Regions from separate parts of the Mus musculus genome. Here region 1 is linked to region 2. The links are chromatin contacts, called in public Hi-C maps. All regions are on one chromosome and are shown on one strand. Each heading gives the region's core, a stretch centred on a gene start, on an enhancer-like site or on the middle of the called end of the contact. The rest is flanking DNA. Distances are from core to core; before and after follow the strand shown.

The links. Hi-C and Micro-C count contacts between places; a contact is called where the count stands out from the background.
Region 1: a contact with region 2 is called in a Hi-C map of cranial neural crest, with 2.7 times the contacts expected there. The contact joins two enhancer-like sites. A contact is called at or near these places in 2 of 484 Hi-C or Micro-C datasets (cranial neural crest and palatal mesenchyme).

The regions. Positions count from the first base shown.
Region 1 is chr1:76,893,811-76,897,261 of GRCm38.p6, reverse strand. No RefSeq gene overlaps it. Among named protein-coding and RNA genes, the nearest start is that of Mir6343, 390 kb to the right of the region's middle. Within about 2 kb of position 1,516, at least 17 of the 459 cell types and tissues checked have an H3K27ac peak or open chromatin away from gene starts, as enhancers often do.
Region 2 is chr1:75,924,647-75,928,500 of GRCm38.p6, reverse strand. No RefSeq gene overlaps it. Among named protein-coding and RNA genes, the nearest start is that of Gm32622, 10 kb to the left of the region's middle. Within about 2 kb of position 2,485, at least 50 of the 459 cell types and tissues checked have an H3K27ac peak or open chromatin away from gene starts, as enhancers often do.

The DNA.
Region 1 (3,451 bases), core at 267-2,766, 970 kb before region 2:
TAGATAAGGTACCCTGGCAGAATAAACCCCAGAGAAGTTTACCACAAAAACCTCAGTTCTCTTTCTAGAGCAGTGTTCTGGGACAACTGTGGGAAACACAGACCTTTCAGATTCCTTTAATGTTTGACATAAGTTAAAGTGGCAAGGAGAAGCTCATTCAATTTCCCTAGTAATCACAATCATTGTACCTATTCTATATAAGCACATGTACCTTCCATGTACAGCAGTACATTGCATATTATATATGTATTGACATATATGGTGTACTGTGAATGCATGTGTGCTGTGAGTCACATACACTGTTTTAACTCATTGTTTAAAGAAATATGTCACCTTTGTTCACTGGTGTTTGAACATAGCCACGGTAGATGGTAAAGTGGAAAGTTTTACAGGCTAATTTTACATCTAGCACTATTGGTTTATTGGAACAAACACACAACTCATATGAATGTGGTTAATACTGGGTCTTGCATCGGTAATGTCTTTCGTTCGTTTTATGCCTCCTTTAAAGTGCGTATCTGTGCCTGCCACTTTCCAACTTGCGCCACGGGCTTTATAACCATTACCGTACCACTGTACAAAGCTGCCAAATGAGGATTTTGAAATTTAACTACAATACAGCTGGCCACAGATCTGGGAGTGGTTAGGAGGTGGGGGAGGCAAAAAAAATCATAAGAGGTCTGATGTCTCTATTAAGGGCCAGGTAGAAACATTTATTCTGAGGGGTGGCTCTGGGGGGGCCACAATTGGTCCCTGTATTTCCCCTTAGCTGGCATCACTGCATACGTTAAAACTCTCAGCCCTTTCTCTGGGGCATGCTGCAGAAACTTGAGATCACAGAGTTTCATGTCTGAAGAAGGCCAGAAGGTTCTCATTAGAAGCTCATTCCTCAACTACCTACGAGGAAAACAAAGACCCCTGATCTTCCCGTGGAGGGCTCTTTATGTGGCCCAAGCGGTCAGTACCTTGTGGGGATTGTTAAGGATTTAACAGGACATCTGAGAGTGAAGCAAGCTTTGTGTTAGGAAATCGCGATGGGAATGCTTGTGAGGGGCGAGCGCTGAAGGCGGCCCAGGCACAAGCCGTTCTTCATACTTTGAGTACTGCTCTGTTCCAAATCTTTAAAACATACTCTTTTGTTCTCTGCAATTTTATGCTTAAAAGTGGTGGTGAGGATTACTATCTGGTTGCAAATACATAGTTCTGGGGCTTTGCTCTCTCTCTATACCCGTATTTCTTAGAAAGGGAAAAACTGCTATCTCCTGACAGAGAAATTGCCCTTGGCCGCTTTGGGAAGGCAACCTGAGTCCTGTAATGAGCCAGGTGGGCAGCGCTTGGATATTCATTCACCTTACAACCCTGGGTAACCCCTAGGTCCCTGGGGTGATCCCGGCACCCTCACTGATGTCTTTCCACTGTACTTCTTGTATTTGGGCTTCTTTGATCCTCCGGTGCCCTGACTCAAAGGGAGGGGGGAGAGTAAAGAGAGGCCCAGAGTTCAGCACAATGCTGGAGGCTCTGTAGAAGGTGGTGAGAACAGTAGGCCCAAACTTCAGTGACTGCAGCCTCCAGGCCTAGCCAGAGATGACCCCGATATGTGACAGGAACTTCCCTAGCATTGAAATTTTCTCAGGATGGGACTTTGAGGTAAAGTTGAGGCATTAAGTTACTCCCCAAACAGATAAGCCTTTCATTACCGGTCTTCCCTGGAAAGCAAGTTTGACAAGTTTGATATTTATACGAGGACCGTGAAGTTTACTAGCAAGTTCAAAGGCATAATCCATTACTGCAGGCAGCTGTGAGTGGAAAGATGGTTAGCCCTTTTAGATTTTCACATGAATGATGGAAATACTTAAGAAGGCATGATTTTTTTTTCCAAGGAAAAGGCTGAGGTTAGGTGAGCCACACTTATATTTTAATGAGTACTAGTATATTGAATACCAAACTGAAAAATGGGAAAATGCATATTCAGTGGTCTCAACGGTCTGTTTTGTGTTATATTTTTCTCGCTCTGATGCATCTTTACTGCAAAGCTCAGAAATCTAGATTCATGATATTTATACATAAAAACTTGTGTCTATAAATACACACATACACACACATTCACCCTTAATATTCTATTGTATTCAGCCTCTACTCTCTCCTGTGGGGGGAAAAAACTATCAATGATCAATACATTTAAAAAATATATTGATATTTTACATACTCACTGGGATTATAGTACTGTAAGCTTTTTAAAAATATAAAGATTGATTGGCAAAGTTTAGTTAGTTCTAAAACGAGCCTATTGTTGGCCTTGACCAAATCAAGGCTGCAGCTTCTCACTTCTGCAAGATGAAGAACTAGGCAGTGATTCCCAATTCCAGATGTACACCCCAAGTGACAGGCAACAATGAACACATTCCCTAAGGTAGTTAATAAACCGAAGCCTAGGAGGCCAGTGCAAGCAGGAGTTGCTTTCAAATCTTATTTTCATGTCGCAAATGAAGTAAAAATTTGTAACCTACTCCAAAATATCCAGATGTTAATATGAACATAAAATTTTTTTTCTTCCTGCATTTTTAAGCCAATTTGCTATTGTGGGAATACATAAACCCCAAACTCTTACCTGGTCCCTGGTTGCCCACCAGGTGAGGCTGAGGCTGTGTAAGTTCAGTTTGAGCAGCACTGCTCTCAGGTTTAATATTCTCTGAGAGCCCCCAGGTCTGTGGTTTGGGACGATGGGCATTTAAAATGGCACGACCGGTTTAAAGGTACAGTGGGCCTATTTTTCTATTTAATAGAGAGATCTTGGAATCTTTGTTATCCCAAATCCCACTTTGGATGTAGGAAAATTCTATAGTAACAGCCTCTAGGAATTCTAAGATTACAGTACAAAAGAGTGATCTAGGGAACTCTTCGGACTAGTGTAAACTTTGGGGTTAGACAGTAACTGAAGCACAACAATTTCTTAGAAGTCATGAGTTCCTGCCGTTAGGGGATCCAAGACCACCATGGACCAACATGAGGTGTTGAGCCAGCCCAGAATGGGGTGTTGGGGACTCTTATCATCAGAGCTGCCATTAGCCCACTTCCGTAGGTTACTTAAGTCAAAACAGAATCTGGGTTTCAAGTGTAGTGAGCAAGATGGGCTCTGGGCAGGAGATGGGTCTGGAGACCACACCTGTTTGTGAATGCCAATCAGGGGCTAGACTAGAAGGCAGATACTTTCACCAGAGATGACAAAAGGCTAGAGAGCACTTTGAAGGACACCAATATTCAGTTTGTCCCAGTGATGGTTGGATTCTGAAATGATTTTTTTTCCCCATACATCACAGTTGCATGTGGAAAAAGCCAGATGAGCCTTTCCCTATAATCATGTTCTCAGTCTTTTTTTTTTTGTTTGTTTGTTTGTTTTCTTCTGAAGCCTTATCTTGCTGAATAATGGAAGCTCTGTGATATTTTGGGTTAA
Region 2 (3,854 bases), core at 1,236-3,735:
ATAATTCTACAACAGTGGTTCTCAACCTTTGTAATGCGGTGACCCTTTAATATATAGTTCCTTATGTTGTGGTGACCCCCAACCATAAAATTATTTTCCTTGCTACTTCATAACTGTAATGTTTCTTCCATTATGAATCATAATATAAATATCCATATTTTCCCAAGGTCTTAGGCCACCCCTGTGAAAGGGACATTCAACCCATTCAAGCCCAAAAGCAGTCAAGACCCACAGGTTGAGAACCGCTGCGCTATGCACTCTCCAGGTGCCCCTCAAAACTGTATGGCAGCGCTGGAGAGTTGCGGGAAGGGAGAGGCAGTAAGAACCTCACTACCATCTTCTCACAAGTATGACATACTGGGTTGAAGGCCATGGACAAAATTCTGTCAGCCTCAGCTTAGTGTGAAGCTGGACACACCTGAATATATTATTCAAATAGCAGAGACAGGCGACAGGCTTGGGGCATGTTGAAACATTAAGCTGACAGGGGAAGTACTAGAACTGATGTCTGGGCACCAAACAGCATCATCCACACTGCAAGGTGGTGTTCGTTAGGGGTTTGAAAACAGAGGCTAAGTCCTGGAAGCCCGAGGTAGGGTATAGTACCAGAAGGCTCCGCAGATTTCCTCTCCCAAGCCCCTCGCTCTCCTTTGATTTCATGTAGGTCTGACAAATAGACTGTAAGTGTCCAAACTTTAGAAGACTCGCTGGACGTCACATATCAATAGGGCATTCCTGCCTCCCCAGCAGGCTCCTGCATGTCCCTTCCTGACCCAGTCTCCTCTGTGGGGGTAAACAGAGTCTGGTTTGTATCACTACAGACTAGCTTGTCTGTCCTTGTTCTTATGTATATAGAGCACTATAGTATAGATTCTCGTGTCAGCTCCCCCTTGCCTCAGGTTGCATCTGTACGTTTATCTCTGTCATTCAATACGTACTACAGTCTTTCTTTTTCATTGTCCACCGCAAGAGCACATCCAGTTTGCACGCACGTTTGGATAGTTTGTTTATCCTCCTGGGTAGTTTCCAATATTTTTACTATTCTGAAGTAATAATCTGGAACATTTATCTTGCTGAACAAATGCACGGGCTTCCCTTGAAGAAAGACTTTGGAGTATAAAAACTTGAATACTGTGCAGGTGGGTGCATTTATCTCTAAATACTCCTGTGCAATGATCCTCTTTGGTGACCATGCCAACCTACACTCTTACCAACTCCATATGAGTTTACTTGACCCACATCTTTGCCCAATGTTAATATTGTTAGACTTTTATCATTTTAGCCAACCTACTTGCAGGTGAGTAGCAGTGTCTTATTATGGTTTTGATTAGTGTTTCTTATCTAGGACTGTTCCACTTCAAATACTGATGTGGGTGCCTGACAGGGGCCACAGGGTCTCTCCAGTCACATGGGTTGCGTCCCCTGGCACTAGTAAACAGCCTTGCAGACAGTCAATAGACTAGGACTAAAGTCAACACATTCTTACTATGGAGACCTAACAGGAATTGCAGTCTTGGGGGACTTCAGCACAACTCTGACCCTCTGAGGAGGGAATGAGCTAGAAGAGACTACGGAGCATGCACTGTGCCCATGTATGTAAATCACATGTAAAAGGCAGAAAGCAGACCCTCAAGCTATGATGCTCTGCAGCTGCCGTGCCTACCTGTCTCCACTCCAGAGAATGCCGGAACACCCAGGAGGCAGCAGGCAGGGTTCAACAAGGGTAAGGTTTTACTCTTGTCTTTAATCTGGTACCATGGGGACACTGGACCCTCACCCTTGGGATGTCCATAAAATATAAAAATCGGGGTTTCTTTGTTTGGCTCTTTCTTAATTGATTATCCATTTGTGTTCAAATAAATGAGGCTTCTTCTGGCTAGTGGTTAACTTAGAATCAGACAGTGGGAAGGCGTTACTGTCTATGGCACCTGTCACAGGCATAGGAAAGGCATCGTTGGTGTCCTGAAAATGTGCCTGATGAAAGCTAATATATGACCCAGAATCAGTAATCAGAAAGGAGGCTTTGAATCTCACTCATCTTAAGATTTGGGCCAAGTAACTTCTCTGTGAACTGATTTTTTTCCCATCTATATCAACTGGAGTTGAACCACTTTGAGGAAGGTCGGTGTCAAGGTCTAGTTCTCCCAATCTGTGACTTCCCTTCAACCTTAGTGCCTGGCTTTGCTAAGATACAAAAGCATCCACTCCCGGGTAGAGCAATGAGACCTGGGCCAGTTCCCGCCACACATCCAAGATGATAGAAAGCCCGACCCAGATTCTGCACTGGCTAATTGAGCATTAAGACACAACAAGGGCTCTATTGCGGCATAATAATGCATGCCTGGCTGATTTATTAAGCATCTAACTTAAAAGCGCATTGTTCTGCAAGGCCCCGTAGCTTAGGCAGCGCTCCATGGAAAACACTTGCGGTGAGGCTGCTGTAGTGTTCAGATCCTGTTACATCCCATAACTTCCAACTTCCCAGTCCCTAGGCTGCAGCCTTCAGCTCCCTTCCTGCCCTTTTCAGAAGCCTGACAGCCTGGGTCTGGCTCTCACCTCTTTGCAGAGCTGTGGCGCCCCCTGTCGGCACTGAGTTTTTCTTAGATTCTAACTATGCAGCAAAGGGAGGAGGGATTGACGGCTTTCTCTAACTCAGATGAAGCCAGGCAGAAGGCAAACGAAGAGAAAGAACCCCACAACCTGCCCCCTTGGCCAGCCTAATTTTACTCAGAGCACTTCTCTCTGGCTCCCATGTTTATGTTTATTTAAGCTCCACTCGTGTACAACGATAACAAAGCCTATGTTTTGTTCTCTATTGGAATTTCGGCTCCCTGCTTGGCATGAAGGAGGCACCTGGTAATATTTTCCCCGAAAGAATCATTTATTCATTCCATGAGTGGTGATGTCAGGTGGTAGCAACAGTCTCCAAGCAGAAGAAAGCAGGGTAAAGAGGATGGCGTGCCAAAAGTAAGTTTTGCTATTTCAGATGAAGTGATTAGGGAGTGGGGAGAGCTCTCGATAAAGATCCACAAACAGAAACAAAGAAAATAAGAAAATGTGTCACTCAAAGTTGTAGGGGAAGAATATTCTAGATTGAACCCAGCCAGTTTCAAGGCCCAAGTGAGAGCGTGACGAATTTGCAGGGGCCCATGGGCCTGAAGCATAGCACGAGAGCAGAAGGCAAGAGGGTTGAGAGGTATCTAAGGCCAAATCTCTAAAAGGGACAGGAGCTTGCCAGGCATGGACCAGATCCAACCCCGTGCCCTTTGTGGTAATGTGCCGGGTTATAGCCGTGCTGTGCCTTACCTTATCCTCCATGGCTTTGCTCATGCTACAGCAGATGAGCACACAGACACCAGGCCGGCAAAGGCCAAAATAGTCGCTGTCCAGCCCCTGCCCTCAGTCATCAGAGACCACTGTCAAGACTTCAGCTCTTCTCAGAAGAACAATGGGAAGCCACTAGAGGCCCAGACACTGAGCAGAAGGTTGACACACTCAGACTCACAACTTAAAAGGATCAGAGTTGCTTCTGAGGGAAATAAGAATTGTAGGGGTAGAAGCTGAAAAGTCAGTTAAGAGGTGAGAAATGGAAGTAGATTCGGCTAGAAATATTATCAGATTAGGAGATACACACCCCAGAAGCCCCTGTAACCTGCACTGCGTTTCTTTGCTTTTATGGATTCTAGCCTGGAGCTTCTGGGTTTATATGGGAGAGCTAAGAAGTCATCTGAAAAACTACAGTGTTGTTTCATTTCCATTTCTTTTCTACATCAGGAAGGAAGCCATGGCTATGATGCTAAATGTTGCAGAGAACAAGCAGCCATTTCTAATGATCTTTTGCTAATCATTCTAGG